Regions from separate parts of the Mus musculus genome. Here regions 2, 3, 4, 5, 6 and 7 are each linked to region 1. Evidence: chromatin contacts called from public Hi-C and HiChIP or PLAC-seq data. All regions are on one chromosome and are shown on one strand. Each heading gives the region's core, a stretch centred on a gene start, on an enhancer-like site or on the middle of the called end of the contact. The rest is flanking DNA. Distances are from core to core; before and after follow the strand shown.

What was found. A called contact is a pair of places that touch in the nucleus more often than the background predicts. HiChIP or PLAC-seq counts read pairs in DNA pulled down with a chosen protein or histone mark.
Region 2: a contact with region 1 is called in an H3K27ac HiChIP or PLAC-seq map of SST interneurons, with 10 times the contacts expected there. The contact joins two enhancer-like sites. A contact is called at or near these places in 3 of 39 promoter capture datasets (cranial neural crest, frontonasal cranial neural crest and second pharyngeal arch cranial neural crest), 2 of 484 Hi-C or Micro-C datasets (muscle stem cells and uterus), 11 of 115 datasets of contacts at active chromatin or transcription factors (the NIH/3T3 cell line, SST interneurons, acute myeloid leukemia and 8 more) and 1 of 9 other capture datasets (embryonic stem cells).
Region 3: an H3K4me3 HiChIP or PLAC-seq map of embryonic stem cells shows a contact between it and region 1, with 8 read pairs. The contact joins two enhancer-like sites. A contact is called at or near these places in 5 of 39 promoter capture datasets (the HPC-7 cell line, cranial neural crest, frontonasal cranial neural crest and 2 more), 3 of 484 Hi-C or Micro-C datasets (Th1 cells, nephron progenitors and palatal mesenchyme), 22 of 115 datasets of contacts at active chromatin or transcription factors (the 230-238 cell line, CD8 T cells, the SCID.adh cell line and 15 more) and 1 of 9 other capture datasets (embryonic stem cells).
Region 4: a contact with region 1 is called in an H3K4me3 HiChIP or PLAC-seq map of craniofacial prominence, with 4 times the contacts expected there. The contact joins the promoter of Fam124a here to the enhancer-like site in region 1. A contact is called at or near these places in 1 of 39 promoter capture datasets (hippocampal neurons), 1 of 484 Hi-C or Micro-C datasets (uterus) and 5 of 115 datasets of contacts at active chromatin or transcription factors (astrocytes, bone marrow-derived macrophages, craniofacial prominence and 2 more).
Region 5: a contact with region 1 is called in an H3K4me3 HiChIP or PLAC-seq map of embryonic forebrain, with 7 times the contacts expected there. The contact joins the promoter of Dleu7 here to the enhancer-like site in region 1. A contact is called at or near these places in 4 of 39 promoter capture datasets (cranial neural crest, frontonasal cranial neural crest, hippocampal neurons and 1 more), 1 of 484 Hi-C or Micro-C datasets (embryonic stem cells), 23 of 115 datasets of contacts at active chromatin or transcription factors (the SCID.adh cell line, VIP interneurons, acute myeloid leukemia and 17 more) and 1 of 9 other capture datasets (embryonic stem cells).
Region 6: a contact with region 1 is called in an H3K27ac HiChIP or PLAC-seq map of oligodendrocyte precursor cells, with 9 times the contacts expected there. The contact joins two enhancer-like sites. A contact is called at or near these places in 2 of 39 promoter capture datasets (cranial neural crest and maxillary cranial neural crest), 1 of 484 Hi-C or Micro-C datasets (cerebral cortex) and 14 of 115 datasets of contacts at active chromatin or transcription factors (SST interneurons, acute myeloid leukemia, bone marrow-derived macrophages and 10 more).
Region 7: a Hi-C map of regulatory T cells shows a contact between it and region 1, with 8 times the contacts expected there. The contact joins two enhancer-like sites.

Annotation. Positions count from the first base shown.
Region 1 is chr14:61,646,615-61,650,189 of GRCm38.p6, forward strand. All of the region lies in intron 1 of Dleu2 (deleted in lymphocytic leukemia, 2), which reads right to left. Among named protein-coding and RNA genes, the nearest start is that of Mir15a, 16 kb to the left of the region's middle. Within about 2 kb of position 1,772, at least 436 of the 459 cell types and tissues checked have an H3K27ac peak or open chromatin away from gene starts, as enhancers often do. A contact at or near this core is called in the SCID.adh cell line, SST interneurons, VIP interneurons and 25 more, where this site is marked.
Region 2 is chr14:62,387,978-62,391,686 of GRCm38.p6, forward strand. All of the region lies in intron 2 of Gm46457 (a long non-coding RNA gene), which reads left to right. It also overlaps a transcript of Gucy1b2 not described here. Among named protein-coding and RNA genes, the nearest start is that of Gm46457, 11 kb to the left of the region's middle. Within about 2 kb of position 1,659, at least 91 of the 459 cell types and tissues checked have an H3K27ac peak or open chromatin away from gene starts, as enhancers often do. A contact at or near this core is called in SST interneurons, embryonic basal ganglia, embryonic forebrain and 6 more, where this site is marked.
Region 3 is chr14:62,349,033-62,352,796 of GRCm38.p6, forward strand. Rnaseh2b (ribonuclease H2, subunit B) reads left to right here. Exons shown (of 11, transcript NM_026001.3): 4 at 1,368-1,444. Among named protein-coding and RNA genes, the nearest start is that of Rnaseh2b, 19 kb to the left of the region's middle. Within about 2 kb of position 1,944, at least 10 of the 459 cell types and tissues checked have an H3K27ac peak or open chromatin away from gene starts, as enhancers often do. A contact at or near this core is called in embryonic stem cells, where this site is marked.
Region 4 is chr14:62,553,912-62,557,305 of GRCm38.p6, forward strand. Fam124a (family with sequence similarity 124, member A) reads left to right here and starts at 1,826. Exons shown (of 4, transcript NM_001243857.1): 1 at 1,826-2,003. The coding sequence starts at 1,942.
Region 5 is chr14:62,291,363-62,294,875 of GRCm38.p6, forward strand. Dleu7 (deleted in lymphocytic leukemia, 7) reads right to left here and starts at 1,617. Exons shown (of 2, transcript NM_173419.2): 1 at 1,166-1,617. The coding sequence starts at 1,588.
Region 6 is chr14:62,413,939-62,417,623 of GRCm38.p6, forward strand. It overlaps Gucy1b2 (guanylate cyclase 1, soluble, beta 2), which reads right to left. Exons shown (of 17, transcript NM_172810.3): 8 at 3,262-3,373; 9 at 1,963-2,066; 10 at 302-518. Among named protein-coding and RNA genes, the nearest start is that of Gm35468, 25 kb to the right of the region's middle. Within about 2 kb of position 2,328, at least 57 of the 459 cell types and tissues checked have an H3K27ac peak or open chromatin away from gene starts, as enhancers often do. A contact at or near this core is called in cerebral cortex, embryonic basal ganglia, embryonic forebrain and 4 more, where this site is marked.
Region 7 is chr14:60,725,283-60,728,947 of GRCm38.p6, forward strand. All of the region lies in intron 4 of Spata13 (spermatogenesis associated 13), which reads left to right. Among named protein-coding and RNA genes, the nearest start is that of Gm34997, 41 kb to the right of the region's middle. Within about 2 kb of position 2,064, at least 64 of the 459 cell types and tissues checked have an H3K27ac peak or open chromatin away from gene starts, as enhancers often do. A contact at or near this core is called in regulatory T cells, where this site is marked.

The sequences.
Region 1 (3,575 bases), core at 522-3,021:
AAAGAAACCAACACATATGCACTGCTCGATACAACACATTCTCTCATAATGAATTTGTAAAAGGAATGCATTAATATATATGCTCACCTGTGCATATTTACTTGTTATATTCTCAACTAAGAAACATAAATGACTCGTAAACTAAACTTTTAAATCCACTGCAATGGCCCAGTTAGAAAACATTTAAAAACAGATTTGCAAAGTTCTAAGAGTACATTCAATTTTTACAAAAAAAAAAATGTAGAACAGATTAAGTTTAAAGTTCACTTTCATCAAAATGAAAGAAACAATTTTCCCTTAATATGTATCCAATAAATACATGAAGACTGAGACGGAAAAATTTTATCAAAGGAAAAACCAAACACCTTAGATCCTTCGGAGAAGTTTTCAACTAATGAAGAACAGAAATGTCTTATAACTCCAACAGCAGAAATACAGTTTTCTGAAAACAGCCTCTTTAGTTTTACATTTAAATATATATATTTCAGAACCATCTGAAAGGCTTTTACGGAAGAAACAACTCTATTATGTACTAACTTAAAAAAAAAACTCCGATTTTACATTTTGTATTTATTTGAATAGTTCTCTGTCTAAACACAGTTTTTCGTAGGTCAAGAATTATCAGCTCTGGGATCAACATTCAAACCCCCCAGTCCCGCTTCCTTCCAGCCAATCAGTGGGTAAGAAGCCCGGCGTTTGGGAGCTCCGTTAGACTCAATTTGAAAAACATCACATTGCGCTCCTACTCTTCTGGAAGGGATCTAAATGAGGGCGGGTCCCCCAGTTTTCACAGACACACACCAAATCCAGGGTTCTGATAAAATTCCAGAGGGAGAAAGCTCTGTAGGGGGCCTGCTCTGACTAGCAAGTCACCGAGGGTCTCCTGAAGCCTGAGTCCTCGGCGAATAACCGAGAAGCTGCAGCAAAAGCATCCGCAGAGGATCACTAAGGCAGGTCCGTGCGACCCTCCCGCAGAACGTCCCATGAGCTAAGGGTTAATCTAGGGGTGCTGAGGGAGGAAAGCGACACAAGAGTTTAACGTGGACTCTTCACAAAGACTAGTACCTAGCGAGCATTACCTAAAGTCAAAGCTGTCACTGGCTCATTCAAGAGCTGTCGACTCTGGGTTGACAAAAAGCCAACAGCCAACGAAGAAAAAAAAGAAAGAAAGAAAGAAAGAAAGAAACCCCCCCCCCAAAGGAAAGACAACTCCGCTTTCTTCCGCCTCAGCGTCAGGAGTACCCAAGGAAAGTTGAGGACTGCAAAATGACCGTTAAATCGTAGGTGCAAAGGCTTGTCGGCAGGAGACACCAAGTTTCACGCTACTTTTCCTTGAGACGCTGCGATTCAAGGACCGGAGAAGGAAAAAGTCTTCTAAGAGCCCGACGCCAGGAAATCGCAAGCTCGCAGCCCCGTCCTTCCCTTCACCCCGACACCCCTCCCCCTCGAGCGAGAGAGGGGACCGCCGGGAGAGCAACGACAAAATGACCCAGCTGGATGCGGCCATCCATCCATCCGCCGCGCCCGGGGTCGGGATCCGGCCCGGGACCGGCCCGGCCGGCGTCGTTTCTTCCCCGCACTCCGCAGCGCACCTCGGGGGCCGCGGGCAGCCGTCTCTCCCGCGACCCAAGTTTCCCGGCAGGAGACGGCCTGCGCCCGGACCGCCGTGCACACCGGGGAGGGCGGGCGGGCGCCTGTCGCGGGCGACCCTGCCGCGCCGGCCTAGCTCCCCGGCCGCTCGCGCTGACAGGTCGGGCGGCGGCCGCTCGGCCGTGTCCCGCTCAAACCGCGCCTCCCCTCCCCCAGCTCCGCGCTCCCGCCACCCGAGCGCGGCCGGACGCCGCCCATCCGAGGACACCCAACTTACAGCAACCGGATCCCCTGGGGGAGCTTCTGCCGCGAAAGTGAGGGCAGACCCCGAGTCCGGTCCCTGCTCCCCTCACGGTCCTCCGGTCCCATCGCTGCCACCTCTCGAGACCCGCTTCGCTACTTGAGGCTCTTACCGACTGCGCCGCATCTGGCGAAGCCCCACCGACTGCCCTCTGCTCTAAGTTAATTTTTTTGATGATTTTTGGGGGATTTTCCGGCGTGATCCTAGCGTCGCGCTAGGCTCGGACAGGTTATCCCTTCCCTCCCGCTAGATTGATGAGATCAGGCATCACTCGAAAATGGCGCCGAAAGCGCTGAGACTCCTCATTCAAATTCGTTAGAGCCAACCCCGCCGCCCCGGGGCATGCCGGGAACGCGGGCCGGCTCCACAGCTGTCCCTGCCTCCCCCCACCCACCCCCGCGCGACCCTGCTGCGCATGCGGAAACTTCTACCTCCCTCTCCCCCGGCACATGCGCAGGATCGTCGTGGCGCAAGGCTCTCTACTTCCTCGGTTCCAGTCCCCGCTGTGTCTTGCGCTCCTGTGTGTGCCTGCGTGGCCCCTGTGCGGCAGTGGAGGTGGTCAGCTTTCGGACACTACTCCGGTGACACACTAGTGATGAAACAAATCAGGGACTATCTTAAGAGTTTCGTAAAAACAAGACAAAAACCGCTTTTAACTAAACTCCAAGCCACCGAGTGCGCCTTCGAGCCCTGGGTGGCCGCTCAGGAACTTAAAACCGCGTATCGCTGTCGTGCTCTCGCCCTCCGCCAGCGCCTCCCAGATCTGTCACACCTAAGCCTAGAACCATCTCACGAGGTAGGAATTTTACGGTTCAATCACACGACCAGCGGGCGGCTGTCACACCCCGACGTTTCCCTCCACCCCAGACCTCGAGGTGTGCGACCAGCCCACCATGCACAAGCCTTTGGATTCTGAACTGGAGACGGAGCTTTCGGTTCTGGATTGGAGCCGAAGATGTACAATCTTTTGGACGTCACTAGGGTACTTTTCCAAAAGAAAAAAAAAATAGTGCTAGAGTAAATTATGGACTCACCAGATAGGTTTCCCGTTGTATGAAGCCCCGAAAAAGTTGTAAGAGCCACTGGGTACTGATAATGTGGTACGCATTGTTATCAAACGCTTTGTGGATCAGGTGTCTCACTGCCCACAACACCTCTATGAAGTAGGTATTATTTTTGTTTTATGGCTATTGAAACCTGATGTTCCGATTATAAATTCTGCCGTCTTGCAGCTGGTGAGAGCAAGCTAGGTAAACCGCCTTTAAAAATGACTCTATAACAGGACAAAAAAAATGAAGTTAATATTTTAATTTTTCTTACAAAAGCATCTTTTGATCCTTTGCTTGCAAGACATTGTCCCTTCCACTAGGCTAATTAAGATGAAGTTTTTAAAAAGAAAAACTGCCATTGCTCCTAGATGACTATAGGGCTGTGTTTGGTTATGTTTCACTTGATTCTCATGGATTTTTAAAAAATGACTGTGAGTGTTTTGTTTACATGTGTGTATGTGCATCTTATATGTGCCTTCAAACATCAAGAGAGGAGGGATTTCCTGGAACTATGCTAAAACTAAGCCTGGGTCCTTGGCAAAATCAACAAGTGCTCTCAACTGCTGAGCTATCTCTCCAGCCTTATCAAATGTTGCTTTTCAAAACAGAACCCAACAGTTTAAAAATCAGGGATA
Region 2 (3,709 bases), core at 409-2,908, 740 kb after region 1:
GGACGGGGAGATTATGACTGCATACTGTTTATTTACCACTTGCAAATCTGTTTTGTTCCTAATGTGTCCAGTTTTGGTAGATTTATACAATGTCTCTAAAACAGGGCTTCACAGTCTTTCAAAATTGGCATTTGTAGCTTTGCAAAGGGAGTAAGAGCCCTGCGTAAACCTGCTTAATTTGTTTATCATATGCTGAGTTTAAAAATTACTTTTGGGATAGAGTGGGGGGTGAATATGACCAAGACATATTTTATACATGTATGAAATTCTCAAAGGATAAATACAAATATTGTATTTTTAGAATCATTTTTTCTGAGAGTTACAGAATCCCCTATATTTTTCTGTTCTAAACTGCCACAGCTGTGCATAATCTAAAACCACAGCTCAGGGATCTGGGGGAGACTCCAGGGTCTGCTGGAGTCAAAGGGTCAAAAAACCTCTAAGTATTTGCTCCACAGCCAACAGGAGCCCTGACTAGACCTGGGGACACCGTAGCCTGTGGTAAACTATAAATGTATGCTGGAACACTTAAAGCTGGGACTTCATGTTTCAGTCTCTTTTAATAGCTGGACGTCTCCAGTGAAAAATCACACTGTAACTTTTCTTTAGGTCTCTCCTGTTCTGTTCTTGACAGCACATATCTGACTGGAGCTGCTGTGTCAGGAGTACAGTCTCTGCTTCCAACACAGAGACGGCTCTAGCCAATGGCTGAGAGCTAAGATCAGAGTTGGGGTAGGGTGGGTCTGAAGGCCAAGTCCTAGGTCTGTACCTCAGTTTCCTGTCTGCGCAGTGTGGCTAAAAACCATACCTGTGTAATGCTCAAAGGACTTCAGCTGGGTACCACAATGGTCCTGCTATATATGTGAACCCAAGTTCCTGGGTAGATGCTGATGGCTTAGATAGGCCACTAAGATCTAAGAGAGTGCCATCATTAGACCCCACTGAATGCAGACATGGAACTGCTGTCATTTCCTCCTCACCTCACATCAAGTTGAACCCCTGAGGGGAAAGAATTCAGAATCCTCTGAAAATTTTCGGACTGCACCATGCAGAAACTCAGAGCAGTTTCTCTTTGGGAGACAGAGTCTCTCAAGCCACCTTTAAAGAATGATTCAGCCAGTTGGTTGACATATCATTATCACATTTTGAAGTTAACACAGCCCCAGAGTCTATGAATGCTCACCCCACAGTTAATTATTCTTGAGTTTTTCTGTGCTCTCAAAACATATTCTACTTATGTAATGATCCCTCGGGGGAGCACCAGGTGCCTTTGTCCCACAGACAGGGCCAGCTGTGTAAAACCTCTGCATCTGTCAGGTTTCTCTATGTGGCACATAATTGCCTGATTTCCATCTGAAAGTGCAGCACTGACATTAAAGCCACATAGAACCCACCATTGATAACAATGGCTTCCCGACACCTAGAAGAAGCATGGGGGGTGGGGGGGCAAATAAACATGCTCCCCAAATGAGCGCTTGCCTTCACAGGGGCTGGGTCTGAATGTACAGCTGCAGATGAAGAGAACAAACCAAGAGGAATAAAGGAAATGAAAGCTACAGATTAGCATTCGGCTGTCTCAGCCAGATGGTCTTCTGGGGAGAGCGGTCCTCCGCTTGCTTTCTTCAGTCTCCAGGCTAGCACACAGCACCCACTCTCTGCAGGGGCAGCAGTGATCTCACCCCTCAGCCAGGCAACCCAGTGAATCACTCACTCTTTCTTTCTCACACAACTGTGAGCCAATGAAAACTTGAAAGTGAAAGAAAGACTAAGAAGGGATTGGGGGGTGGGGGGGCGGGGAAGCCAGGCATCTGTGATGAATGAAAAAGTCTTAGCCTAGGAGAGGGCTAAGATACCAAGACTGAGGGAAGTGTCGGGAAGCATCAGCTAAGGAAGAAGAGAGCCACTGAAAGAGAAAGCTGTAGACACCCCTCCTCCTCAGCGCCCAGAAGCATTGCCTCCAGCATCCAGGATTGCCATGGTATTCAGGACCTTGGGGTCCTGGCTTTTACAAGCTTGGGCTTGAGGTCTGTGCTCCCAAGGTAAAGAAAGCAGTGGCCTCTTCTCAACTTATTTAGAAACTGTCGCCTCCCTCCATGGCTAGACGCCAATGAGTCTGCCAGTCATTGGTCTGAGGACCAGCCATCTGCCACCATCTGGATAGACCGTGCCTGGGCCAGGTGCCCTGAAATGGAAGAAGCTAGGTGGGGCAGAGGCAAGGGAGGGGGAGGGGCAGGAGCAAGGCAGGGTTATGGGGTAAACTGAGCCTGCAAAGCTGTAGTTGTAGAGGGCAGTTCCCTGGAATGCTCTACTCTGAAAAGGGCTCTACCGACAGTCACCACCAAGCCAAGTGTTCACTGCTCATGAGCAAGCCTCGTATTTGAGTGGCAGCCCAGGTCTGCTGCTGGCCATGAGACAGACCACCAGATGGTGTGTGCCAGGGCATAGATGTTCTATGAGCTAATCGATCCAGTAGGAGTTAATACATCTAACTTGGGTCCAAGGGCCTCAATTCACAGAAGATTCCAGAACAAGTGAAGGTGCATTTTGAGGTTTTAGAGGCCCTGTGAGCAAGCACTTTAGCAGCTCGCCAAACTTCCCAAGTGTGGTGGTTTGGATGAGAATGGTCAACCTTCCCCACTGTGATGGACTCTGAGCTCTCTGGAACTGTAAGCACAAATAAAACCTTCCTTCTATGAGTTGCCTCATAGAAGTAACAGAAGTAGCATAAGTAACATAGCAATAGAAAAGTAACAAACACTTCCGAATACCAGGAGATTGTCTGTAGCAGTGTTTAATAGAATAAATGTCAGCTGCAGGGTGGTACCTATCACAGGATTGTCTTTCTTTTACAGCTGGAAATGATTATTTAAATCAAAATAAATGTGGAACAAAAATTGTCCTTGTTTTTGGCCTGGACTATGGTACCTGTCGCACAATTCTGACAGTTCTAAATATAATGTTCAATGAAGTAGCATATTGTACTGTGACCCCAGCCAAACAAGCTTGCAACAAAATAATCCAAGATCCCGGGCTCTGGTGTTTCTCCTTCCAAACTTAACTGAAAAGGCTTCCCACCAAATGACCAATTTGGTCTTGGTCTCCCAGGTAATGCCACGTCCTCAGAGTGGTCGTTCTAGCTAGGGCTTTCACTCAAGACATGGCTAGAGAGTTTCAAAGGAAAGTAGATGGAGACAGCAATGAGCTATGAATTCTGCTGTCTTTCCTTCCCCTCACTTAAACAGGGAGATGCCACACTTAGGATCAGGTTTTTGTTTGTTTGTTTGTTTGTTTGTTTTGTTTTGTTTTGTTTTTCGAGACAGGGTTTCTCTGTGTAGCCCTGGCTGTCCTGGAACTCACTCTGTAGACCAGGCTGGCCTCGAACTCAGAAATCTGCCTGCCTCTGCCTCCCAAGTGCTAGGATTAAAGGCATGCGCCACCACGCCCGGCTTAGGATCAGTTTTTAAATGCCCCAAAAGGCAGGTTATCTGATTATCCCTAACATTGTTGACTTGATGGCACTTCCAACATAGAGTGGGGATTCCAACGTGACTCTGTATGTCTCCTGGGTCCACTCCTCCAAACTGCCCTCTCTCTCTTTCTCTCTCTCTCCTTCTCTCTCCCTCTCTCTCCCTCTCTCTCTCTCTCTCTCTGGTGTAACCAAGAGTCAGGCTGTTTCCCAGCAGTACGGACTCAGACTGTTAACTCTGCC
Region 3 (3,764 bases), core at 694-3,193, 700 kb after region 1:
CACATACTTTAGACCGTCCATTCGTCAGAAGAGAAGTTGTTCTGTGGTTCAATTTGGAGGTTTTAGTCTACAGTTCGTTGTGCCAGTTGGTTTTGTGTTATGAATTCATGGTGGCACCATGTGGCAAAACCACTTACTTCATGACCAGGAACCAGAGGGGGTGGGGAAGACCCCATGGTCCCTCCCCCTCCAAGGGATCTCATGCTGCCCTCTGGGACCTCTATGGGTGCCTGGATTCAAGTGCACATGCATACACACACACATAGACACACACATGCATAATTTAAAGAGAGAATAAACCTAATTTCTTTTTGGAAATGCATGTAGTGTCTCTATAGCTCTGGGGGTGGGAAGTACACTGTCCCCTCTGCTGTAGCTGTGCCTACTCAGGTGGTACATGAGAGCTCCGGCTTCTGCTCTGGCATGCTTAGCTGGCCTTGGCTGATAGCTGCAGAGCATCAGATGGAGACTGGAAAGTGGAGGGGAGCAGTGATAGAGCCTGGACAGTCTGGCTCGCAGACCACTCTTTGACTTTTAAAGAGCAGTTTGATTTCATTCTGTTAGTCCCGGTGACCAGGAGGTTGTTATTCAAATCAGAAACTGGGTTGCTTTGTTAGATATTAAAGATAAATGTGTGTCTTTCCTGAAACCAAGAATAAAAGGTTGGGGAGAGGCAAGAGAACTGCTTAGAGCTGCATTGATGACCACACCATTCCTCAAGTGTGTGGGAAGGGGGGCTCTGGGGCTAGGAGAGGAAGAGGCAGAGTTCTCACTTGGCCTGGGGAGCACTGCTTGCTCTTCACTCTGTCTTCTCAGGCAGGGTGTCATCTGGAGTGTGGACAGCACAGGGAGCCTTGCTTGTCACCCACAGTCCACAACCAGGAGCCACAGTAGAAGCTCCAGAGCGTGCTGGGTTTTCCCAGGGCTCCACCCTCCTGCACGGGAGGCAGTGGGTCTGCAGTTTTACAGGATGCTTGACCTGGCCTCCTGAGCTCTCTGGCTCACCATTCTCTGTGCTCCCCCACACTTCTACTCTCTCCAGTGAGACCTATAGGAAATGATTCCAATGGTGAAATGAAAAGTCGTTTTAACTCTCTTCCCTCGGGATTTGAAGCCATTTAAAGTAAAAGCTCATGGTGCGTCTAGACTGAGGAAGGCAATCTAACTGTAGGAAATGAGAGCATTTAAACCAAGGTATTTCCTGAGTTTGCTGATGGAAAACACAAGCTGCTACACGTGCTGCCACGGGGGCAGATGTCACATTTCTGAATGTGGGGGTTCACCACATTCAGTTCACTCTGATGGGTAAGGTGACCAAGCGGTCCTTGTAAGGCATACAACTTCTCTTTGTTCCTTCTCTCCTGCAGGGGGCCTTCTCCACTTTGCCACACCCATGGATCCATTGTTCCTGCTCCTTCACTATCTCCTAAAGGCTGGCAAAGAGGTGAGCTTCCCATGGCGGGTGTCTGAAGGGGAGCACAGAGACACTGCTTCTCTTTTTCAAGGTGCACTTCAGTTGTTAGAACAGGTGCCCCACATGTAGCAATGAGGGTCGGAGTGCCCTTCCCTCCCTGGAGAAGCAGCACCTTGATGGTGATCAAGTCTGATCAAGTTACTGTGACTTCAGTGGCCTAGCTTGCCACTCTGTACCACAGTGGTAGCCATGCATAGCAATGAAAACCTAGCACTAAGTGCTTAGCTGTGAATGTTAAGAATTCAGCTAGGAAGGGAAGATTTCCCCCGTGGGTGAGTGTCTGAGAAATAGGTAAACTGGGTTCTGCCTAATAAATGCCGACTAATGGGGAGCTTAGGTGTGTGTGGTTGGGACGTGAGGACCCAGAGCAAAAGCACTCCTTTCTCTCAGCGCTCAGTCTCAGGCTTTCCGTGATGGTGTCTGTGCCCAGAGGTGTACAACAGCAGAAACTGGGTGAGTGCACTTCCCTCACAGGGAGCCCTGAAGACACTGCATTCAGGCTCCAGATTTGAATAAAATCCATTGCTTTTAGTACCTGAGCAGGGATATCAGGTTTTTTACTTGTTTAGTTGGTTGGTTTTGGTTTTGGTTTTGGTTTTGGCTTTGGTTTTGGTTTTGGTTTTGGTTTTGGTTTTGGTTTTGGTTTTGGTTTTGGTTTGTGCATGTTTAAGAAGATATCTTTTATATGTATGTGTGCCTGGTACCCATGGATGCCAGAAGAGAGCATCACTGCTCTGGGAACTGGAGCTACGGGCAACTGTTAGCTCCCAGATGGTTCTGGGAGCTGAATCCAGATCCTCTGCAAGATCATCAAATGTCCTTGACCTCTGAGCCGTCTTTCTAGCTCCCACCATCCCCCAAAGCCAGGATATCTTAAGTGAAACTGGCAATTTAAAAGCTGTAAGAATATGGTAAAAGCTGGGGTGCTTTGGTGTCCCTGCCTCAACACCACCAGCTAAGGAGCCCCATCTTGCTAAACATCATTTCGGTTACCAGCATCATGCCAACCTCATGGGAATGCAGGTAGCCTTTTAGAATTACTATGAATATAGATTTGAGCTTGGAGTTCTCTTAAAGGAGAACTGGGAGCACTCAAGTTCTTAAAAATCAGCTCAGTCAGCTTAAAATCTTTGAGTTCACAACTTTAATGAGTATTGGTTGAACTGCTTAGATAGAACTATCTATTTCTTGGACTTTCATATTTACTTATACAGTAAACGCTTCTGGTTCATTGTATTTGGTCTTTAAACCGAATTCTTAAAATTTATTTTATAGGCTAACCGACTTTGTTATAAACACTGACAGTCACAAAGCTCGCCTTCTTCCTGCTTTGATCTGTACACTTTCTGCTCCTCCCTTTGCTCTTACCTGAGAGCTGCCATGACGGTCAGTACACTGGGATCCACACACGGTAGTGAGGCTATTACCACTCATGCCTCTGAGCCACAGAGACTATTGCCAGGAAGCTGAGGGAGGAGTCAGCTTGTGCACAAGGCGGATGTTCTCTAGGGGAAACTAACAGGGAGACGCGCACCTCAGCTTAGTACAGGGCACTGCCTCCTCATCTCCTGTTAAGAGCAAGACCCGGTTTCAGTGCTCCTCAGTCTGGCCTTCTAGGAGCTACTAAATTCAAGGTGACAGATGCAGAGTGAAGCAGAAACGTTGCCATCCAGAGCCCCTGTGCCTTTTCTTCTTAAGTCCTGGATGTGTAACACTTGGGTGCCTAATGTTTCTTCCCTACATTTAGATGGCGTCGTGTCTAATTTAGTTATTAAAATTTTGTTCCCACTTTTAAATTTGACTTGTTCTTTTTAAGCACAGCCTTTCACACCAACTCTTATTAACTTTATATTTAAAACATATTTCTTGTTTTGCTCTTTTGTGGACATGTAGCAAAGAAAATAAAAATATAATAACAATAATGAAACTTCTATCGAGACTATAGTGCCATTCATGTCAGTATTATTTAAAACAGCGAAGTATAAAAATACTGGTTGATCATGGGAAACAAAACTTTAAAATAGAAACCTAAAGAATGCAACACTGGGGAGCCTGGGCTAGATGGAAGAGCATTTCAGTCAGGCATTTCTGGCCTTCTAGCCTAATGGAAAAATATAGCAAGTTATCACGTGTACTGTGAAAGAAATGACAGGATTCACCTTGAAAACCAGAGAAAATCGATCAGTCACACTGTCTGTCTCTAGGAGTTCAGTCTCAGAAGCAGAGATGCAGAGCAGGACCTGGGCAGACAGTGAATCTACTCCTAAGCCTGGCTCCCTAATCAGACTGT
Region 4 (3,394 bases), core at 576-3,075, 910 kb after region 1:
CTGCTCACCTCCAAGGCTTTTGGCCTCATGCCACACAGGGTGTGTTAGGGCAGAGGTTCTACCCAGCGGGGACAGGATAAGTCCCCAGTGACCTACTTCCTCCAGCTACACATGCCACACACATGCACACACTGTCTAATAGTCCAATTAACTATGAATTCATCCAGGGATTGATCCATTGATGAGGGTAGCACCTTTCTGATCCAATCAACTTCCCAAAAAGCCTACCAGCTGCCCACCAAGCTTCAGATGACGTTTTTAGATTCAAAACCACAACACGGTAAATCGGCTTAAATCTTCCTTAAAGAACTATTCCTTTGTTTAAGCTAATGAGCACCAAACTGAATATAACACATCCATTTTTGCTTGTTTGGGGGAAAGAATTTAAGGTTTAGGGAAGGCTATTCAGATTTGGCATAGGCACACTTACCGATATTTTTTTTTCCTGATCGATACTGCATTTCTACTCTGCTTTTGTCTACTGCCCTTCTCTTTTGTGTAATGTGTTTAAAATTAGAGTCCGAAAGCAATGACAAATATGTAAAGTGGGAAGAGCAGGAGAGAGAGAGGGAGAGAGAGAGAGAGAGGGAGGGAGGGAGGGAGGGAGGGAGGGAGGGAGGGAAGGAAGGAAGGAAGGAAGGAAGGAAGGAAGGAAGGAAGGAAGGAAGGAAGGAAGGAAGAGGATTGTTCTTCACAGCTTGTCACACAGAAGTGACACCGCTGTGCCAGTTGAGAGGGCATGCAGGTAGCTAGCCTTCACCTGGGACACTGACAGCTCCCGTAACCAGTACTTGGCATGTAGCAGAACTCACACGCAAACTGTTTTACAGACATGATCTCTTGTAACTCAAAATGGAGGTTCAGGGACGATCACAGACGTGATCTCTTGTAACTCACAACAGACAGAGAAGATAGCAGTAGCCCAATATGCGAAAAAATTAAGGCTCCAGGAGGTTAAATAACTTGTCTGAAAAGAAAAGATGACAGGGTCATAGCTGGTTGGCAGAACATGCTCAAGGTTGCGTCTTCAGCACTACCCTACAAAAGCGAATACGACATACACTTAAGTGCCTTCCACTGCTTCTAATGACAACACCACCAGAATTAAGTCTAAGTTGTTCTTACCCCACCACCGCCGCCGCTCCCAAGTTGCCTCACTGGCTAGAGTGGAAAAATGACTTCCTGCTACTTCAATTATTAACCCATCCTAAGGGATGGCTGGGTTTAACAACGTCAATGTCCATCACCCTCTTGCTGCCAGACCCCTTTGAATGGAAGCACACCCAGGACTCTTCGTGTTATTTTAAGATAGATAACAAAAGAATACATTCTCTAGCAAGTTGGGTCAGTGAGCAAGGCGATAATGAATTCAACGTCTGCAGTTCTGAGAAACACCCACGTGTTTTAACTGGTCCTCAAATGGCGATATCACACTCTGCCCTGGTTGCGCTGGTGGGTGTTTCCCAGTACTGCTCGCAGAATGGGGCTGAAAAAAATCTCTGGGCAAGCCCGGGGACTCCAGACTCTTTACTGTGGACCCAGGGGAGGGCAGCTTTGCTACTAGACTCCATACATGGGGCCCGCACCAGTCACTATAGAACGCACAGCGCTGGCATGCACCAGGCGGGTTGCAAGATAAATACTGCACGCCCACTGCACTCCACGCCCACTGCACTCCTCGCTCATGGAGAGAGTCCATCCCCCGGCACCTCCCGCACTCACGCTCGCGCTCGTGCACACGCGCGCATCCCGTGCACCCGCTCGGATCCTCGCCTGGTGGCACCCGGCGCGCCCGCGCAGCGCCGAGCGGAGGGCGGGGAGGGCGCGGCCGCGAGAGGGCGCGGCGAGCGGCTTCCTCGCGGGGCCGGGTTGTTGCGGAGGCCGGAGACGAGGCTCTCGGAGGGTCCCCGGGGCCGAGGGAGCGCGGACGGCACGCGCGCCATGAACCCGAAGGCGGGCGGTGAGGAAGAGGACTGCGTGGACTCTGGCGCCGAGACCGGAGGGTGAGCTGAGCCCAGCCGGGCGGGGCGGGAGCTCAGTACTTGCGCTCGGGAGCCCGAGCTGGGGAGGCAGTCCTGGGGTTGGGGTGCAGTATCTGCGAGCCAGCGGCATGGTCTGTGGTTGCCTGGGTCAGGGTGGGAAGGGGCGAGAAGAACCCCACCCCGGGCTGCTAGGTGATGGGACCCGAGGTTCAGCGTCGTTCCTCGCAGCCCTGTGGCCCCACGGTGCCAGGTTCAGCCACTATCCCCCTTCACCTAGAGATGCGCCTGCACTTGTTCCAGCCAGGCAACTCTGATAGCTTTGGAGCCCCAGGCTGCTGAGGAGGAAAGCAGGTGGAGAGGGTGGGACACCAGCACAGGAAAAAGACTCCGAAGCCGGCTAGGAGGACTTCATATCTCACTTATACTGTGCTGCTGAGCGGCCTCTCCACCCCGCCAGCCTGGAGTACCCACAGGATGCTGTGATGGGGTCTTGTGTGCTTCAATGGACTCAGTAATTAGCTCCAACCTTTGGAGGCTAATTAGTCCTCTCCCAACAGCAGTTTTCCTGAGTAGGACAAAAGACGGAATGCATTTTCAGAAACCAATGTCCCGTGATGGTCTCCACCCAGCCCATATCTAGAGGATTTTCCTGTGCACAGTCAGCACCACAGCCAGGATACAAGTGCTACCCCAGTAGGAACGTGTGTCTTTTCCTATCTAGAGAAGTCCTGCTAGAGGTCAGGGGCTACCCAGGCTACAGAAGACCTCGGAATTCCTGGAAGGTGGAGAGGTTTCAAACTAATATTAGGATTTGGCAATCTACTGAGAACAGGGAGGGAGGCCAGTTCCAGAATGGACCTATGTTCTGACCTAACCCACGAAAGCGTCCCTCAAGCTCGTCCTGCCTCCCAACCCCACCCCTCCTTGCAGCCTTCTCCACCAGCCCAACCCTAAATCTGGACTGTCATTCTTCCCTACACAGCAGGCTTTCTCTTGTTACCCAACCATGGTAACCGTGACAGAGGAGTAACTTGATTTGATGTCCCCACCCCTGCCCACCATTGCTTTTGCTTCAATTCTGTTGGTGTACAGTTGTCAACTTAGTTTATTTCCTGATATTTTGGTGCTGGAGTTCCAACCTAAGTACAATAGACAAGGATTCTTTCACTAACTCACACTGCCATTATGTATCAACTTTAGTTGACCATCTTTGGCTCTTCTCCCCTCCCCCATGGTTAGTTGAACCATGAATAGAAGAAACAAAGCAAATATTGCCTGCTGTGTTATAGTTGGCATGAAGCAGTCACTGTCCCACTAATTTTCAACTTGAAGGGCTTACCTAAAGCAGATGTTTGCCCAAGGGTCTTGCCTTGGAGAAGAGGAAGTAGCGCTGTCTTTGAGGGGTGTCTTCA
Region 5 (3,513 bases), core at 367-2,866, 640 kb after region 1:
ATACAGTGACCTAGTTTGATTTCTATTGCTGTGATAAGCCCAGTGACCAAAAGTAACTTGAGGAGAAAAGGGCTTATTTCCATTTACAGTTTGTAGCTAGCTCTTCATGAAGAAGTCAGGGCAGGAACTGGAGGCAGGAACTGGAGCAGGTGGCATGGAGGAGCCATGGTCACTGGCTTGTTCCCTATGGCTTTGTTCAGCTAGCTTTCTTATACAGCCCAGGACCAGCTGCCCAGGAGTGGCACTGCCCAGTGGTTTGCAGGGTCCCTCCTCTATTCTCTCATATCAATCATTAATCAAGAAAATGCCCCACAGACTGGTCTACAGGCAATCTGATGCCAGCATTTTTTTAAAAATTAAAGTTTTCTCTTCTTTGATGACTCTAGCTGTATCAAGTCAATAAAATCTAACTAGCACAGTCAATTATTACATTAGTTAATGGCAAGGTCAAGACTGGACCCCAAAACCCTAGCCTCCTAACCTACCTCAGGTCTCTTCCCAGTTCTGCCGCATACATACAAGCTGGCTGGTCCAGCAGGAGTCTGGTACTATTAGCAAGGTTGTCAACATCTGGGACCACCTGCCCCCAGCCCACTTTATGAGGATTTGAGTTGATTCTGTTGGGTCTCTGTGCTCTGTGGAGAACTGGAGTCATGCAAAAGAATTGTGATTCACAGGTGTGAAGCAACTTTAAAAGTACACGATGTTGTCATAATACATGAAGCCGGGGACTTGGGATGTATTCAACGCTTTAAAGGAAGACCGTAAGGTTGGAGGAGAAGCTGATTTCCACAGGTAGAAAAATGACTCCTGTGACAGGTGGGTCTTGACAAGGTTTTCCCCTCCACACCACACTTGATGCACAGACTTCTGCCCCTCCCCCCGAGCCCCCCTCCTCCCCCCCGCGCGCACTCACACACACACACACACACACACACACACACACACACACACAGAGGTCCAGGTCTAGTTCCACGGTTTGGCAGACCCCAGGTAATTAGTTCTCAAGTTCTCTGTCCCACATGCTCAGTCCTCAGTGCGCTTCTTCCTTTGCCCCATCCACTTCTCCGCTCACAGCAGGTTGACCACACCCTGCTTGGACTCCAGTGGCCCAATTCACTTCATCCAGGCACTGCAACCCAGAGAGGAAGGCAGGGAGACTCACCTTCAGGTGGACAGGGAAGGGCCGCTCCTGCTGGAGAGGCCCAAGCAGAGTCTGCTCTACGCTGACCAGCTCCGAGGTCGAGTCCACCACCCGAGCCAGAGCGCTGCGCATCGCCATCCGCGCCAAGGTACAGGGCCCGCGGTCCCGGGGGAAAGGCAGCAGCTCGGCGCCCCCCTCTGCGCCCCGCAGCCCGCCTGCCTCGGGGGATCCCCGCGCTCCGATGCTCCCGCGTCCCAGCCCCCTCCGGGTCCGCAGCTGGCCTGGGCGACGAGCCTGGGCGATGGGCACGTGGTCCGGGCCGCGCGGGCTCCCTGGGGCGCTAGGACCGTCGCCCCAGCCCCACTCCTGCTGTAGTAGCTGCAGGGTCTGCAGAGCCACCATTTGGTGGCTGATGGAAGCCACTAAGGGCGCAGGGCTGGCCATAGCCGGCTAGCAGCTGGGCGCTGACGAGCAGGTGGAGCGCAGGCAAAGGAGCCTGGCGGCGTTCGGGGTCGCGGGGTCACATTTTTTCTAACTCTATGCTTTTCCCTCAGCGTGTGTGGCCCGCCCCGCCCCCGGCCCGCAGGTGGTGACCCGCACTTGCCCCTGCATTCACTGCCAGGCAGAATGGGCTCAAAATGACCCAAAGCTGCCTGGAGCCTGCTCGGTGAGCGCTTGAACCTGAGCCAGATGCTGAGCTCTGGTTCTTCCGCCTCTCAGGGCTTTGGTGGGGAAACGCTGCTTTGTGCGGATGTATCTATCCCCAGATACCCCGCCCCCTTCCTCCATGAAGGATGCCAGCAAAGAACGGCTTAAGGCAGTGAAGGCCCATGGGTCTGTAGTGTTAAAACCTCAGCAAGTCATTAAGCATGCCCAGAGCTCCAACCAATCTCACAAAGGACAGTGGTGGGCTCTTCTCATTTCCCTGAGAGCATTTTCAGAAACACCTTGAAATAGCTTTCAAGGCCTTGCAAATCCCCAAACAAAATATATGGACTACCAAAGTATCTCCAAAGTTCAGCCCTGGTTGCTTAGTTCCCTACGGGTACTGATATCCCAGATGCAGAAATGACATCAAGGTTGAGTTGTCATGAAACCCAAGCCTGGCACTGCTCAGATGAGGAGCTTGACCGTTTTGTGTGGAAGGCCTCTGGTAGCAAGGTCCAAAGTCAATCCTTTGATGGAGCAGGAACCTCAGGAGAGCTGCACAAATACCTATTTTTAATTACATCAAACATGGCTGTCTCCTTTAAGTAGAGGGAAAGAATGGATGATTTTAATCTTTCTAAAGGGCAGCTATCGGTGGGTTTTGTTTTGTTTGGTAGGTTTTGTGTTGTTTGCTTGCTTGCTTTTGAAGGCATTTGAAGGGAATAGTGAGGAGAGCTATCACAGACAGTATCTTTTTCTGCTTACTTTTTGCAAGGAAAACTTGGAGAATCCAGTGATGCAGCACAGCAGAGACAAGGGCACAGCGCCAGGAGAGAGGACTCATGGGGAAACTAGAGGGGCAGGCAGATGGAGGGTGTGTCTTGTGGGGTCAGTTCTGGAAGCTCTCTGGATGGAAATGCCACTGGGGTGGTCTTGTCAGTACAGAAAGGTGATCAGTAAGGGCTATGGGGGCCCTTGTTGACTAGGGGAGTTGACCCTGAGTAATCCTCCCGACTCCCCAGCAGTGGTTCTTAGGATTCTCAGTGTTTTCTTCCCCTCTGAAAACCAATCTGAATCAATAAAGAAGTTTTCGTAAGCAAAACAAGCGTGTACATGCAAATTATATCCAGGTAAAAATGCTAGTCTGTGAAGCCACAGAGAAAATGACTTTGGAGAGAAGCAGCTTAATACTGATTCATTTATCTTGCCATAAAGTTACTTAAGTTCATATGCAGAAATACAGAAATTCTTCCAATTGTGTATTTACTTTTTACATCTTCAGATGTTGATGCACATTTTGGTGCAGAAAGGATGAAGCAGGAATAGCTTTGTTTTCAGAAAGCATGCCTGTCTCAGAGCTTCATGAACTAACCCCTCTGCTCTTAAAAAGCTGACTGCAAAACTCTCCTGACAAACAGAATCCCAGTCAACAGGCCAGGAATCACTAGACAGAGGACTGGAGCCCTGCCTCTTCAACATACCACACTGATCTAGAGATCCACAGACAGCTGAACTTCAAGAAATGTATGAGATGAAGACCAGAACCCCAGGGCGTGAGGGGTGACTCTGCCTCTTGAAAGATGACCTGGGGGCTCTTCCAGCAAAGTAATGCTTTATCCGTCTGCCATGGGTCACATTTGTGTTTGGGGTGATATCAAAATGGCTTACAGCCCTAAGCTGGAGATCAAAGGCCCAAGGGGAAGGCTTCATGGGGTATTGGC
Region 6 (3,685 bases), core at 1,078-3,577, 770 kb after region 1:
TTACAATTGCATATTTTAGTATACAGATTGGTCATATCATATACTGTTTGAATGCATATATGTTTCAATATAATATGCTTACATGTATCTATACATTTATTATTTAATCCATTTATGTCTAAACCAGAAATGTTTAAAAATATAAAATGTTATTTACTGGTCGGGCCAAGTATAAATATCAGGGGGGAGAAAGCCCCACTTGTTCTCAATATAGTCCCTTCCCTGGCTTGAGGGAAGTTGAAAAGCTGTCTTCCCATTCTGGCTGACCTAACAGGGAGAAAGAGAAGGAATGAGCTCTTACCCCGGAGTTTGAGTGTCGGCTGGCTCTTCCATGCTTCGGGCATCATCTCTCTTCGTGTCTTCAAGATAAACTGACTGTTAATGAACTTGCAGATGCTGGAGATGTTGAAAGTAACTTGAGGGTGGACGATGGAGAAATACTCATCTAGACCAAACTTCTGGGTCAAGATTCCAGGGACATACTTCTGAATATTCACTCCAGCTTGCTTGACCCTTAGCTATCCACAGAGGACACGTGTCAGTCTGGAGAACAAGAAGCGACTTCTACCCTTAGCTTTCCCTTAGATATGACATCTTGGCCCTGCTTGGTGAGTCACTGAGATGAAGGAGGGCCAGTAATGGAATAAACACACCAGGACTGTAATTTAATGTCAGCTGCAGTCAGATCTGCAGCTAACGTTGGAAGAGGCATGAAATAGGTTGAGGTGATCAGAAGTATAGTCAACAAGGCCAGTAGATCTTCATTCTATGCTCTCTCTCTCTCCCAGGACAATGTTTCTCTGCTCCTCTAGAGAATGCCCAAAAGAAGTGTGGAATGGGGACATTGACATCACATGTCTAATACCAGCATAGTGCTTCAGGGCCTTTACAAACCATAAGAACTCAGGCAAGCTACAAAACAAACCTCGTGTATCATTCCGTTTCTGTTATTCTGTACCCAAAAGTTGAAAGGGGACCATTTAGAGCAGGTTGGATTGAGAACATTAATGGCACAAGTAATAGTAACCTTGTGGCTCTGAAGAATTGCTGGCATTCATTGACTTATAATTCTGCCTAGGGGTGTGTATTTACCGCTGTAATACCATCACTTCTCTGAGGGAAGATACTGTCCTTAGGTAAGTGCATGTCGTCGTTAGTGTTCATGCTGTAGTCAGCTGGCAGTGGCATGCAGATGAGTTCCAATAAACACTAGAGATATTCATAGTGGCTGACCTGGCACTTTTGACTAAATTCATTTTTGCCTACATGCCCTTTAGGTAAAAAAATTTTTAAAGTCAGCTCAGTTCCTGTGTCTACATCATCTATATCTACATATGGTTTGCTTTGTCACTCGCTACGTAGCCCATGCTGATTGTGAACTTAACTCTTGCCTCAGCCTCCTGAGTGCTAGGATTACGGATGTGAGCTGTCACATGCAAGCTCAAGAAAAAGAAAGATATTTTTATCCTGGGAAACTGATAGCAATCAAATTTAAATGCTCATTCTCACAGCCACCTCCACCCCACTCCCACCCTCCCCACCCCCCAGAACACAGCATAACGCTCTACTAAGACGCAGGAAATGAAGCAGGATGGGATTGCGGGTCTGCTGCAGTCACAGGGGGTGGCAGGTCACTTTTACGACCATGGGTATAGGCTGCAGTCTTGGTGTGTCTTTCTGGAGTGAATTTTAAAGTCTTCCTCCAGCTTTTCTTTCTGATCATAAGCTTTCCCATTTGTTCGCTGGTTCAACTCCCTTGCTATGTTTACCTTAAGAAGATCATGAATTCCAGACGAGCCTATAACATAAAGGAACGTCAGGAGACCCTCCAGGGCAGAGTCTAGTCTCTTGAGCCCTGTGAACTCAGGGATCTAAGACCTTACAGCTGTAATGGTGGTGAACTGGACTCTCCAACCCTGATTTACGCCCTATCCCAAGCTTCTGAGTGAAAGGGTCTCTTACTGCTTCGTCAAAGACAACGTGGAAAGGAAAAGCATTGCAGAACACCTCCTCTTCAATCCACAGTCTCTCAGGAAAGACAGGCTGGAAGGTGTCCCCAAGGGGCCCTGGACACAGAGAAAGAAAGCCCTAATGAGCGGCCCTCACAGAGCTGCTCAGACAGGGTTAGAATCTTAAGTGTGTCACAGGCTGAGTGTGATTCCCACTCTTTAGCACAGGCTCCCTCAGCTTCTCCAGATGGCCACTGCAATTATTGTCCAAATTAAAACAAACAGAAAATTTGCGACCAGGTTGAGAAGCCCTCCTGCCCCCTGCCAAGTTTCTGCCTGCTGCTGAAGAGTTAGTTTCTGGGCCAATTGAGTCTGTCTCACCATGAAAACAGAGCTGGCATTGAGACGGTGACAAGCGGACAATGAGCCAGAAGAGGAGCGAGTGTGTGTCGGGCCCAGCATCAGGGACATTTGCCATGGAGCTTTATAGACTGACAGTTTAGGGTGGCACGTGAAAATTTAACCAACAGTCCCATTTGGCAGGGGTTGCAGATTCTCAATGGAACCTTTTTGATATGAAAATCTCCTAGACAAAGGATGTCAGTTGTGTTTGCTACAGCTTGAAGGACTCAGAATGCAGCTCTTTGAGCCCTGCAGACCTTCACCCAGATGCCTGTCATTTGACCTACCAGGCCATGACAAGGAGCATCTAGCTCCCTTCCTCCACTGGGGTCAGAGCTCTGATTCAGACTTGAGTTAGGTGCTGGCTGGCAGGTCAGCTCAGTGCCCAAAGACCTGCTGTGATGACCTTACCACCTTTACTTTGTAAATGGAAAGCTGGAAGGGATTGCATTGTCTCATGTCACAGAGACAGAAATGCACTTTCTTGGTTCTTGCCCTCTGTCCCTTGTACTGCTGGCTAGCTGTGGTTAGCCACTGATTTCCAGTCCAGAAACACATCCCAGTCAAGGTCTGGGTCCAGAAGCAATGCAGAATTCACTGTGGCTAGTATGTCTGTGCCCAGTCTCTTCACCACAGTCAGGATCTGGGACTGAGTCCAAGCTAGTGGCTTTCCTGATTACAGAGATGACAGTGTCTCCATGTCACCCAGCACAAACAAAAGAGCTGATTTGTGGCAAGTTGGAAGCTGATATTTAAAGTTAAGACCACAGATGCCAAAGCCAAGCTCTGCGGGAATCAGGGGCTTTGAAATTGCAGGAAGCTTTGCCCTATTTGTGTATGGGGCTCCTCCCCTGCAAAGCAGGCAGTTGTCCTGATCTAAGAGTTGAAGCCAGCAGAACAGCACACCTACCTTTTCCAAGCAGGACTGATGCCCTCACAACAGCTGAGTGAGATTTCTCCCCAGGGCAAACAGGGATGCTTAAATACCTCTCCTTCTTCCTAAGGAGTGTTCCCTGAAGAGACTGCAGAGGGAAGGAGATGAAGCACAGGTACCTGGTCACAGGACTGGAGATGAACAAGCCCTCCTGCTGCTGCTGCTGAGCCCATCTTTATATACGGAAGCATGATGGTGGCTGAACGGATAGTGTGTGTGCTTACAAGGTCACTTCTAATCAAGAACCTGGAGCTCTCAGGTGTACTCATCAACTCCGTCTTTCTACAAAAGGCAGCTAGATATTTTTTTTTCAAGATCTCCAGGGAATCCTTAGATGCTCATGCTTTCCTATGTGTTGCTCTGAGACTATGTCCCAGGGTTAACTAGGAAATGTGGAGAA
Region 7 (3,665 bases), core at 814-3,313, 920 kb before region 1:
TGCACCAGAAAAGGGCATCAGATCTCATTACAGATGGTTGTGAGTCACCATGTGGTCGCTGGGATTTGAACTCAGGACCTTTGGAAGAGCAGTCAGTGCTCTTAACCGCTGAGCCATCTCTCCAGCCCTTATTTAATTTTTCAGTTCAATAAATTGATATGTGAGCGGGTATAGAAGCATATTTCTTTGCAAAGGGGTGTGTGTGTGTGTTTGCGTGTGTGTTACTGGGGACCAAACACTGCGTCCTGGCCATGCTTGGCAAAGCACTCTTCCTGCTGTGTTACACCCCCCCCCCCCCACTTCCTGCAAAGTTCTGTAGCACTGGTGGTCCGCATCCAGGCACTCAGGAGGCTGAGGCAGGAGGATCAGGAGTTGAAGGGCAGCTGGGGCTACCTAGCAAGACCTTCTAAAACCCAAAGTTAAATTTAGTACAAGTCTTTGGAAATATTTTTATTACATTTCTTTCTCTATTTTGTGTGCATGTGTCACGGCATGCAGGTGGAGGACAGAGGTGCAGGAGCCTACCTCGTAGGTCTCGGAACCCAAGCACCTTGAGTCTTGTGAGCCCTTGAAGTTGTTGGGCAACACAATGATCATTTGCCCGCCGTTGCCTTAGCGGTGTGTGTATGTTCAAAAATCTGCTTCTAGTATTTTGAAAGTAATGGATTTATATATTAGTTTTCGTTTTTGTTTTTTGTTTTAGAAAACAGGCCACGTGTTTCTGTTTTTCTTTGGTACAGTTAGCAGAATGAAGCAATGCAGTTGGGGAGGAGAGGAGACTTGCACGGCTGATCTAGCATCATTCTGACCTAACCTCTGTTGGAACGATTTTCTGGTGAACAGACTGTTGTCTCAAAAAGCCAACATAGGATCCCCCTCTTCCACTGAGTCCTCCTGGCCAGGGCCAAGTTACTTATCTCAGAGTCTTAAACCATCCGTAAAGAGAACTGACTTAATCTCTGACTCAGAGCCAGAAACCTGGCCTGGCACAGTGTGAGTAACTATGGTGATGACCTAGGAACATCCCACAGGGGCGTGAGCAGTGAGCCTTTCAGCAGCTTATTCGACCACACCTGCCAGTGGCCCATTCTGGACAAGCTGCCCTCTCTACAGAGTGGCTTAGAGCTCTGGGTACGACACTCAGATATAGCTGGAGCTAATTTAAAATACGTATACTCAGGTTATTAGGGGAAATCTTCACTGAATCTTTTCCTTTGATTCTTGTGACCCAAAACCTGAGTAACCACATAATTGGCCATGAATCACCTAAAATTTTATTATCCCGAGACTCCATTTGGCATTTTATTAGAACGAAGGGCAAAAGAGAAAGGCTGTGTCCAGTGCTTGTGGTGTGGGTCTCACATGTGTGGGCAGATTCAGGTAAGTATGAAACACCTTTGTGACTCCTCCAAGTCATAGCTGTTGGCAAGGCATTGGGATGCATGACTGACTGTCTTAGTATGCCAGAGATTATGAGTTTGAGACCAGCCTGGGCTGAAAAATGGTTGCCTAGCATGGCTCCGGGAAATCCTTTTGGCTTGATCTGTAATATCATTATTATTCAAGGCGTGCGTGCTTTTATTTCTTTCTTTGTTGTTTTTTAAAGTATTTGTATGTTGTGAGCATACACCTGGAGGTAAGGGCAGAATGTGTGGGATCCTGGGTCTCATATGGCTTCCAGAGATCAAATCAGGAGGCCAGGCCCTGTGGTAGGTGACTTTACCCAGTGAGCCAGCCGTCTTGCCAGCCTCATTTGCTGTCTTGAGGCAGTCTCACTATGTATGACCCCAGGATGGCCCTGAAGTTGCCCTCCTGTCTCCAACTCCTAAGCCCTAGGGTTACAGCGTGCCCCTCCATACCCACCCTGCTGGAGTTACAGCCTGCCTCTCTTGGCACAGCCTGCTCCTGCACTCCCTTTATGCTGCTTTTTCAAAAATTTTCCTGGACAGTCCTAGCCAGACAGGGTGGTTTACACCTATAATCCCAGACATTAGAACACCATGACAGAACTGCCACAAATTCAAAGCTAGCCCAGACTACAGAGTCAGGTGGGTGTGTCGGGTGTGGGAGGGGGAGGAAATAGGAAATCTGATCTGAGTTGCTTAAGCATCTGAAGAGGGTGGCAGTAACTAGGCTGTAAGGACAGTTGGTTAAGGCTGCGGGTGACCCCAGCTTTGTCAGGTGTAGAGGTCACGTGTCCTAGCCCATCATCCCTTTCCCTGCCGGCCTTATACTGCATACCAAGGGATTATGTGTGGTATTGGCTGTACTTAACTTGTAAAAGAGGATGAATCCGATTGCTTATCTGCAGGCACATCCTTGCTGTTAGTGCTTTGCTGGCTGCTAAGACTGGATAGTAGAATGCTGTCCCCAGTTGGGAGATAGTGTGGATTCCACAGAGTCCTAGGAATCCAGAAATTGTGCTGCTTCCTTTCAAAGAGAGGATTAGGAACAGGCCATAACTGCCTGAAGCCTGCTGCCTCTAGGCTGAGATTCTGTGGGCTCTAGTAGCCACTCCTAGCTGGTATTTCGTGGCTTATCGTTGCCCATAATCAAGGGTTTTAAAAAGGAACAGAGTGTTCTCTCTCTGTCTCAGAAAAACATGATAAAGATTTTAACTTTTTATTATTTTTATAAGGTACAGGGTCTTGCTTTTTTATGTAACCCAGGCCGGCCTGAACCCTCACTCCTGCATCAGCCTCCCCAGTGCTGGGGTTATAAACATGCGCTGCTGTGTCCAGCCCGGAATTTAACCCTTTGCAGCAAACTCATCCATAGCTTCCCATCTTCTAGCACTTCAAACAGTCTCTGTTTTATGTCTAGTGTTTGTTCCAGTCACTGTAAAGTCGAATCGAAAAGGAGAACCATCTCAGAAGACCGTGTGTTTGATTTCCAAGTTTCGGAAAGTGACTTTTAAAGAACAGAGAAGATTAAACACCCTAGGAAGGACACACACACACACACAGTCATGGTCCCCATGACTGGATTGATCTTACAGAGAAGGAACGGGAGGCCTGAGTGTGTGTGCTTAGGGACTTCTGCCTAGCTCAGCTGTTCCACTGAAGAAGTCTGGAGTAGAGCTTGCTGGCACTTAATCCAGATCACATAGGCATAGGGTTTTAAGTAACTGGAGAGACACTGAAAAGAAGATAAAGAAGTCAAGTGTATCCTTCATCTGTAACTGGAGGCAGTCCCCCTGCCTCAGATTTCTCTTGTGCTGGAATGATAGGTGAGAGCTACTTTAAGCCGGCAGATGCTGGCTTACAATTTTACTTTCATTTATTTATTTTGAATGAATTTGGGCTGGTATTTAAATGCCTGAGCCCCTGGGAGACATTTCTTATTTTAACCACTATGTTCCACTCCCTCACCCCTATAATCATATAATGCAATGTGCTTTCAATCCAACTTCAAGGTCTCTCACTGTCTTTCACAATCTCAGAGCTTTTTAAAAGTCCAAAGTCTCCTCTGAGACTGAAGCCATCTCATAAATACACCCTCTACTAAGATCAAAAAGGAAATTACATACTTCAACATATAATGAATGCCACAAAATATATATTACCATTCCAAAAGGGAGGAATGGGGACATCGAGGGCAAAGAATAGACCATAGCAAGACTGAAATCCAGCAAAACAAATACCAAACTCTGTAGCTCCATGTCT